3 separate regions of the Mus musculus genome follow, and regions 2 and 3 are each linked to region 1. The links are chromatin contacts, called in public HiChIP or PLAC-seq maps. All regions are on one chromosome and are shown on one strand. The core of a region is the stretch at or near the end of the contact, and the rest is flanking DNA. Distances in the headings are between cores, read along the strand shown. Region 1 overlaps Ttc28 (tetratricopeptide repeat domain 28). Region 2 overlaps Ttc28 (tetratricopeptide repeat domain 28). Region 3 overlaps Ttc28 (tetratricopeptide repeat domain 28).

What was found. HiChIP or PLAC-seq counts read pairs in DNA pulled down with a chosen protein or histone mark.
Region 2: a contact with region 1 is called in an H3K27ac HiChIP or PLAC-seq map of microglia, with 4 times the contacts expected there. The contact joins two enhancer-like sites. A contact is called at or near these places in 2 of 484 Hi-C or Micro-C datasets (the N1E-115 cell line and nephron progenitors) and 5 of 115 datasets of contacts at active chromatin or transcription factors (the HPC-7 cell line, embryonic stem cells, heart atrium and 1 more).
Region 3: a contact with region 1 is called in an H3K27ac HiChIP or PLAC-seq map of microglia, with 2.8 times the contacts expected there. The contact joins two enhancer-like sites. A contact is called at or near these places in 3 of 484 Hi-C or Micro-C datasets (CD4 T cells, brown adipocytes and nephron progenitors) and 2 of 115 datasets of contacts at active chromatin or transcription factors (embryonic stem cells and microglia).

What each region holds. Positions count from the first base shown.
Region 1 is chr5:111,138,419-111,141,462 of GRCm38.p6, forward strand. The region is part of intron 5 of Ttc28 (tetratricopeptide repeat domain 28); the gene reads left to right. Among named protein-coding and RNA genes, the nearest start is that of Gm35628, 95 kb to the right of the region's middle. Within about 2 kb of position 1,438, at least 72 of the 459 cell types and tissues checked have an H3K27ac peak or open chromatin away from gene starts, as enhancers often do. A contact at or near this core is called in microglia, where this site is marked.
Region 2 is chr5:111,025,024-111,028,067 of GRCm38.p6, forward strand. The region is part of intron 2 of Ttc28 (tetratricopeptide repeat domain 28); the gene reads left to right. Among named protein-coding and RNA genes, the nearest start is that of Mir701, 22 kb to the left of the region's middle. Within about 2 kb of position 1,423, at least 23 of the 459 cell types and tissues checked have an H3K27ac peak or open chromatin away from gene starts, as enhancers often do. A contact at or near this core is called in microglia, where this site is marked.
Region 3 is chr5:111,068,105-111,071,148 of GRCm38.p6, forward strand. All of the region lies in intron 2 of Ttc28 (tetratricopeptide repeat domain 28), which reads left to right. Among named protein-coding and RNA genes, the nearest start is that of Mir701, 65 kb to the left of the region's middle. Within about 2 kb of position 1,512, at least 7 of the 459 cell types and tissues checked have an H3K27ac peak or open chromatin away from gene starts, as enhancers often do. A contact at or near this core is called in microglia, where this site is marked.

The DNA.
Region 1 (3,044 bases), core at 188-2,687:
AATACAAGAACACATGCTGTTCCCATTAGGGACACTTCAGACCCTTCTGTCCCCAGCTTCACTGCAGGATTGAAGGGGTCATTTATCACAGGCCATTTACTGATCCTGACTGGGCTTTAGGCCCTTGTACATATAAGCAGTGAACAGTGTGTCCAGGCCCTTCCAGAGGGCCGTCACACGATGATGCTGCTGTTTCCCAGCGATCCACAAGTTCATTTGCAGTGAAGCAGCCACTGACTAGTTACTTCTGCAGGACTCTGCAGACCTGAGCGTGTGTCTACTCTGCTGAGGCTCTCAGGTGACAAGTGGCAGTGTAACACACCCATTGTGGGGGGTGCCTCACCCATTGCTGATGCCTGTAGACGGCTAACCCCTCTGTCGTCCTACATACATGGAGTTGTTGTCCTTCTGCGACCTGTTCATTTCCTCTGTTGACAGGGTCTCGCCCTCCCATCTTTGTCCAGATAAAACATTCGTTTTATAAGGCCTTCATCACCCAGTCCTTTCCATTTCTCCTCGAACAGTCTCAGGAAGCTTTCACCACACCACCCTCCATCCATGTGTATGGCCTGAGGGCAGCACTTTGTTGCCCTCTGTCCTGCTGTCCTGCAAGCTTGGGGCCTCAGGAATGAGCAGCCAGCCTTGGTGCCTCCTGACCTGAGCAGGAGCTCCTGGACAGCTCCCCCCGAAGAACCCCTCAGGCCAGCCCCAGATGCCTTACATCAGCATCCTGGTGCCAGAGTCCCACACTGCCTTGCTTTGAGAAAGCTCACACAAGGAGGGCTGGCCAACAGATAGACTGCCTCATCTGTCCCCTTTCAGGAACTGTCACCAGAGATACCCCTTGCTGAATGTTGACCCTGGAAGCCTAGCAGATACCCAGGGGCCCGACTCTTCATGCTGTAAGAGCGCTGGCCTCTTGGCTCTCTATGCATCCTGCTTAGCTGGAAGTGTTCATGCTCAGCCTAGTGCTGCTGGTGTTGACCACCGCCTCCCACACCACACTGTTGCATCCAAGGGCTGTCATTTCCTTCCTGGCCAGGCACTGGGCTGAGCAGTCTGCTTCCTTTCAAAGAAGCATTTCCACTGAAGTCGGGCGCAGTGTAGCCCACCATCCTGTCTGATTTTTCTCATCTGTGATAATTGGTCTTTCTGCTTCTTGCCATTTTATCATGAGGCCAGTAACACAGTGAGAAAAGCAGGAGCTCTGAGGTCAGTGGAATGAAGACTGAACCGCAGCGATTACCAGATTGCCGTTTTGCCTGTTGTTGGGCTCTGCCGATCCTGTTTTCCTTCTCTGAGTGTAGGGAGAGTTTCTGTGTCTCAGTGCCGAGGGGATTTGGCGGATAACTTAGGGTGGAAGGTGCCAAGCACCTCAGTCATTTCCGAGTGCTGCATGTGCTCGTCGTGGGCACAAACACAGGAAACAAGTAGCCCTGTGAGGCATTCCATGGGAGGTCACATGACGAGCCTTGCAGGAGCCTACAAAGGCCTCCCGGGCACAGCACCCCAGCACGCTTGCTGACTGTCACAATCCATTTCAGACCTGTGACTAGAGAACCTGCCTTCTATAACTCACCCGGTCTTTCATTTGGCAGAGGCGAGTATAGGTAGTGTAAGGAAGGCGTAGTGTATGCCCTTGGAGATGAAGATTTCCTGCCACTAAAGCTAGCAAACTGTACTAGGAACGGAATTCAGTATTTACTTCCAGCTTCATGGAAGAGATGAATTTAAACCCATCTTCCAGGTATGGGACGTTGGACAGAGCTTAAGAGTACAAGTTGCCCTTGCAGATGACCAGAGTTCAGTCCTCATCATAGGGGATCTGGTGGCCTCTTCTGACAAGCTGGGACCCAAGTTCCATCCCCAGGACCTACATACAAAAGCCAGGATTGGGACTGGAGGAATGACTCAGTAGCAAAGAGTAGTTAGCTAAGAGGGCCTGAGTTCAGTTCCCAGCACATATCTCAGGCAGCTGGCAACAACCACCTGTAACTCCAGCTTTCTGGGATCTGATGCTCTTTTCTGACCTCTGTGGGTACCTGCACTCACACACACACACACACACACACACACACACACACACACACGTCTCTTTAAAAGCTAGGCACTGTGCCAGCACTTACATTCCCAGTGGTGGGGTGATAGAAATGGGGGAATCTGAGGCTCCTGATAGCCTGCTTAGCCTAATTGGAGAGTTCCAGGCCACTGGCTCCTGGGGATTGATGGCTGAGATGGTCTTGTGACCTCCATATACATTCACATGAGGGGCATAAGCACCCACCCATACACATGGGAATCTGCACACACCTACACACACCAAACCTAAGAATAGGTATGTAATTATTAATAAGAGCTATATCATCTTTGAACTGGTTCTGGTTTTATGTTAAATATAGTCTGATTTTTTTTTTCCTGTCCTCTGTGTGGTTTTGGTTTTGGTTTTGGTTGTATGGGTCGATTTGTTTGTTTGCTTGTTTCTCTGTTTTGTGCACTCCACACTGCCCATGTGGCCAAGGATGACCTTGGACTCCTTATCCCTCTGCCTCTGCTTCCCGAACCCTGAGATTATAGACAGCTATAAGATTTTTTAAGCCCATCAGAACCTGTTAACATAATTACTCGGCTTTATGGCTCTTCCAATGAAAATTTGTTTCTAAACATTATCCAGGCCCTAAAGGGAAGCTCCTATGAATGCAAGCACAGTTTTCAAGGAACAACTTTGCACACTGTGAAAACGAAGCCTGCACCGGCGTCCTCTCTGCGTTCTGTTTAGAGCGCTCTAAGGGCGTCTGAATGATAACTGTGTTCTCTCTTAATACATGATGTTACCGCTGAGCTTATTTTGCTTGTAGGCACGGCACAGGCCCCATCAAGACTAGGCCCCTACGTAGACCTCCTTCTAGGTGCGTGTGGTTGGCCGCTAGATCCCTTTCACTTCACTGAGCTGTGAAATTGACACGAAATTGTGCCGTTAGCTTGTTTCTGAGGAGTATGTTGCACTTGGATATTCTCTTCTTGCTTGCACGGTACATGAAAAAAGA
Region 2 (3,044 bases), core at 173-2,672, 110 kb before region 1:
CATTGAGTTTGGATTTTAACTCATCTTGGTTCTTACCGGTGAGTTGGTCTGCCATGCAGTCAGCCTTTCTGCAGCATACTTTTAGCGACACAGCCCTCATGTGCCGAGGGAAAGGCCAAGGCTTTATTTCTGGTAAACGGTAGTGGTAGAAAGTCAGTCAGGGTTAGGAGTCCTCTCTCAGGCCTCATCTCCTGCTGTCCTAGGCTAGCACTGCCCCATGGGAGGGGAGCGCAGCATTTTGTTCAGTCTGGCTTGAGGTATCTGAGGGTTTTTATTATCTCGGCGAATCTGTTGGAAGCTCCTCTACTGCCGTATAGATTTCATTTTCTTTAATTGGGATGGAGATGGAGGAAGAAAATAGCATTTACTAGGCATTCTTGCCTTTTAGAGCGGTGGGTTATTGATTCAGGGGCCTGCAATGGTAATGCTTGGAAGTAAAGTTTCCCTGGGGAGCACCTGTGTTAAAGGGCAAAGGGAAAATGATTAGAATTTAAATCTCCAGACTCCACTGAACTCGTGGCTTCATTAAAACAAGGAGGGGAGGAGGAAATGATCTGGGCTGCCGTGGGCTTTGTTTAACACTCGCATCCAGAAACTGATAACTCAGAATAAAGCCCCCACAAGAGCAGCTGCAGGGCCCCTGAGCCGCCGCCTGCCAGGTGTCGGCAGGCCAGCGTGCTGGGGACAAGCTCCAGCTTCCTGGGAGAGGCTTGAACCTTTGGCTTCCTTTAAGCTAGTTTAATCTTTCCTGCCTGTCTGTGATCATGCATCACAAAGCTACAGGAGCGCTCGCATACGTGCGCGCGCGCACACACACACACACACACACACACACTCACTGTACTTTGATGTGTCACTATTTAGAAATTGGAGGAAAGAGGCTCATGAGTTGAACACCAGCCTGGATTTGACAGTGAATGCTGTCTCCATTTCTAAAGACTTTCCCCAAGTTGGAATTGCCTTTCAGACTATATATCTGATTCTTAACATTGCTACTTTAAACACTGTATTATCTTTTCTATCTATTAGCAGCTAGGGGCGGGGGAAATGTGACTGTGGGATACGGAAAATATATTGGACCAGAAATAGATTTTGCCACCAAACAGAAGGTGACCCTGGAAAAAAAACCACCCAACCTCCTTATCAAAATTCCTAGGTGTTTATAAAGAACTAGGGAGTTACACCTGAAGTCTGAGGTTGAAAATTCGCTTTACACTAAATAAAATATAGTCCATCAATCTTCTAACATCTGGCTACACAAAACCAAACCAAACAAACGAACAAAAAGATAAAACCCACCCCCCACCCCCAAAACCTCCCTATGTCCTTTCACGTGTACAGCTGCCGTGTGCAGAAGCTGCGGACAGCAGGCGCTCTGAGGAGTGTGTCTGGGATGCAGCTGTTGAGCTGCAGTGTGGCCAGCCTCTATTTGTTGGTTTCCTCACAAGCAGTGAGGGCTCAAACAGCACCAGCAAACAGACAGAGGGCACTGCCGTTATCCAGCTTTCTTAGGGAGTCACCTTCTTCCCGAGTCTCCTAAAGTATTTAATGTGGCATATAGTTCTTGTGCACTTTTCAACACATAGAAAAGGCTACCTAAACATTCTGGAAAGATGACAGTTGCCCTCTCAGACTTACAAATGTGGAAGGACCTAGAGGAAGAAATCAGAGCTTCCTGCGTGTGCTGCTAAGTCAGCACACAGATTTCTGAAGTCTGGAAAAGCACCTTTCGATAATACTTAAGTTTACTTCAAATTCTGTTTGAATGTATATTTTAAGCTACGTGAAGGGGCTCAGGAGTTGGTGAACCTGCTGTTACTACTGTGACCTTAGCTCAGCCACTACCTTCAGGGCGAGCAAATGACATAGCTGCTGCTCTGCAAATGATGTAACTGGGCGGGCCTGAGCGTCGAAGTGCCCCTTTGGTTGATCCTGTATAACTCTGGGATTAGGACTGAGAAGCCTTGACCGAGGCCTTAGCCCCCTCCCTCCCTCCCTCCCTCCCTCCCTCCCTCTCTCCCTCTCTCCCTCTGTACTGGTCATAGTTATAAATAATTCCCAGATTCTTGTAGTTTCTAGATGCCATCTCTCAATGCCTTTCCTGGCCTGGCTCACCTGGAGACTGATCAGCCACAGATCACAGCAGTGCAGCAGCTAGGCCTTGACTCTGTGTGTGTTTCTAAATGTCATTGCTTTTATTCAAGTGTGTTTTGTAAGGAGAGAACATGGTGACTGAGCATGGTATCTCAGACATGACACGTGGGGCTGTGTGTACACGTATGTAACACACAGCAATGGGTAGTATGGTGGTAGCCGTTTGGAAAGCAAAAGTGTTTTCTAGTGCAGCACCTGCTCTCTGGAAAAGGGAAAGGAGGCAGCAAGGAAAGACAGGAAAGCAGGCTGACTGAGGGATTGGCTTTAAAGAAAATAGTGAAGATCCTTTACTGAGTTCACGCATATATACACAGACACATGCACACTGCTGGGTGAATATGAATGATCGGGGCCAGGCTGGACACACAGCTTTAATGCATCCTCACTCCAAGTTTTTAAACTGAAGCTCAGGCTCCTGCTTAGAGGCTTGAACTCAGGGTGAACTGGGGAGGCTTCCAGCTAAAACAGTGTGCTGAGTCTTCATCTTGCCGACAGTAAGATCATTCAGGCTCAAGTAGGACGTGGGGCTCCAGCTCGCGTGGGCTTTTGACTTTCTGAGGAGAAGACAAAATATTGAGCAGGTGAGGACAGCATAGTATTGTACGTGCTGAAATCCAGGCGATGTTGAATGCCGTGTGCTCTGCGCACTACAGCTTTCCACAGAACAAAGCAGGAGACCCTTGGCTCTGGGGGCTGGGCAGCAGCCCCAGCGGCCGTGAGAGTGGGCATAGCAATGTCCCTATTTGTCTTGCCTTTCAATTGGTTTTGTCCCATAGTTTAACATCACCAGAGAGGTCACATCGCTTACTGGGGCTTTGAAAGTCAGCCTGACATTGATGCAGATAAGATTATTGTGCACAGTCAGTGGGTCTGCTGTAAGCAGAGCCTGT
Region 3 (3,044 bases), core at 262-2,761, 70 kb before region 1:
TTAGAGCCTGCCATGCTGTTCTGACAGCCCCCCCCCTTAAATAATGAGTTTGCTCCACCCCTGCTATCTCCTTACTGGAGCTGCTGTCATAACTTCACAAGAATAACCCCACCAACAGCGTGAAGCATATTCTCAGCAGACTGAACTGCACTGACCTCAGTAACGCTGTTTAAAAATGGCCAAAATTGTCCAGGGACACGAAGCTTGGTGTTTGGCATCATCTCTCAATATTAAATATGACATTTTAGGTTAGAACGAGACTTTTAACTTGTCCTGCTCCTGAGACCGCGGGATGTTATCTGCTCTGCTACAGTAAAACCTTCTATAAGCAGGTTTGTCCTCGGTTGGTCCACTTAGCTAGGACAGTCCCAGACGTAACTCCCCAAGAAAACAGAATGAAGAAGGTGGAGAACCCGCATCCAAATCAGGGGTGCACGTGGAGCAGAGCTGCTCATGAGAACACCTGTCCTGTAGAGGCAGCCCATGGCCTTCAACCCCTCTGGGCTCCCTTCTTATATACTAGAAACAGTTGTTTTGTGACTCACAGGGGAGGGTGTGACTGACAGAACGTCATCACATCCAGGGTGGCTTAAAGATCTAGTTTTTAAAAATTGTGTGTGTGTGTGTGCACGCGCACATGTGTTTGTCCTGTCCCTGTCCCCTGCAGCTGGAGGTTGTAAGCTATGTGACATGGTTCTGGGAACCAGATTTTAGAGAGCAGCAAGTTCTCCTCATGAGGAACCATCCCTCCAGCCCCAGTTGCAGGCAGGAAAGTTTAAAGTTTGCAGAGTCCGCGGTATATACCAGCAGAGCAGCGAATGCGTATGCATCCCCACGCTTGCTGGCATCAAGTCCCGGCTATAGGGTTCTGTGCCTTTCTTACTGTGCTCCACAATGTGTGTATGTTGAGCACGTAGTACAGTTTGTGGGAGCCATGGTGGAGCCCTGGAGCCTCTGGAAGCGGAGTTACAAATGGTTGTGTGCCAACAGGTGGATGCTGGGAATCAAACATTGTCCCACTGCAAGAGCAGCTAGAGCCATTGCTCTAGCCCCTGAACGCATTTCTTTACCTCTATGAATGGTCTGTGTGGTGGTTTGACCAGGAATGGCCTCTATAGACTCATGTGTTTGAGTGCTTGGCCTTAGGGAGTGGTGCTATTAGGAGATGTGTCCTTACTGGAGGAGATGTGGCCTTGTTGGAGGAAGTGTGTCACTGGTGGGCTTTGAGGCCTCCTATACTTAGTCTCCAGCCTATGTGCAATCAGCCTCCTAGGTGCCTACAAAAGACAGTCTCCTCCTTGGCTGCCTTTGGATCAAGATGTAGAATTCTCAGCTGCTCTAGCACTCTATCTGCCTGGATGCTGCCAGCTTCCTGCCATGACAGTAATAGACTAAACTTCTGAACCTGTAAGCCAGCCCCAGTTAAATGTTGTCCTTATAAGAGTTGTCTTGATCATGGTGTCTCTTCACAGCAATGGAAACCTAACTAAGACAGTCTGTTAGTTTCTGTTTGGGTGTTCATTTCCTTCTTGGCTCTCTAGCGATGGCACTGGTAGGCAGACTATATCCTTGTCTGTCTTTGTCTTGTCAGTCTTCCTTGGCATGCTGCCTCAGAGCTGTCCTGGTTTGAAGAGACACTCAGAGGAGTACTAGCTAGTGGAGAGATCTTGTTAATAACACACAGCGGTTCTACTCACTGTTAGTGTTTGGACCACTACGTGTATGCTTCCTAATTACAGGAGATGGCACTGAATTGCAGGCTCTGCCCATTCGCTGCTTCAGAACCGGGGCAGACACCAAGGGGGATTGTCTTTCTTCCCTCTAATTAAAACAAACAATAATTATTATTAATGATAATTATGTTCTGTGACATTTCCGAAAATAGTGAGTCATCATACCCAAGCCGTTGCTCTGAGTAAAACTGCAGGGCTGGGTTCCCATGAGTCTCTGGTCTCATTAGTGGATCCGTACAAGATGTGGTTTTGTGGGTGTTTCTGGTACAGTATGTATTATGTATGTTGATTTGTTGGCATTGCACTTCTGGGCAGCGACTCTATGCCTGAAGCCTGAGTAAGCTTACCTAACCATGCCTGGCAGGCGCACTGCTGTGACACTCTTGTGTTCTTGCATTTAGGGACATACAATGGGCTTGTGCACCTGAGTCATGTCCCTTGTGGGAGTGCTGAGTTGGCTGGTTTGTCCTCTGCTGGTCTCTTGCCCTTCACAACTGACTCTAGAGCTATAAAGTTTAGTAATTAGGCAAATTCATGAACAAAATCTGTGAATAATGAGATTGACTGTGCAGAGTTCTATACATTCTCTTTTGCTTCTTTTCCTGTGTGTGTGTTGTTCTGTGCTCAGCACACATGTGTGTGCAGGCACATGTGTAGTCCCGGGTCCCTTCCTCCACCATTCTCCACCTTACTCTTTGAGTCTCTCAGGCAGACCCAGAGCGCATTCTGTTCTCTCTACGATCTCGCTCTGAACTGACCTCAGGGTCTCTTGTGTGCGTGACAAGAGCTTAACCTTTGAGCCAGCCCCTATGTGGTAATCCACTCTTAATCCTAAATCGTCTTGTGACTTCTGGTCTTTGAATACTGCACATCAATAAGAATGTAACATGCATCTCAACATCTGTTTATTCTAGCACAGCTCTTTTAAATCTTTTATACAAGGCGCATGTTGCCCTTCTGTATTCCTTTCATTGTATTGATGTTTGCACTGCTACCTGCCCAGTGCTTTCCAGTCAGTGTGTGTGTATGTGTATCAGTGTATCTGTGTGTGTAAACATATGTGTGTATGTAAATATGTATGTATATGTGTATATGTGTACTTATGTATGTATCAGTGTGTACATATGTATATATGTATGCATGTATGGATGCGTGTGTATGAGTGTATCTGTGTGTATACATATGTGTGTATGTATATGTGTGTGTATATATATATATATGTATCTGTGTATCTGTGTGTATGAGTGTGCCTGTGTGTCTGTACATATGTGTATGTGTATATGTATACGTGTGTATATGTACATAGGTACA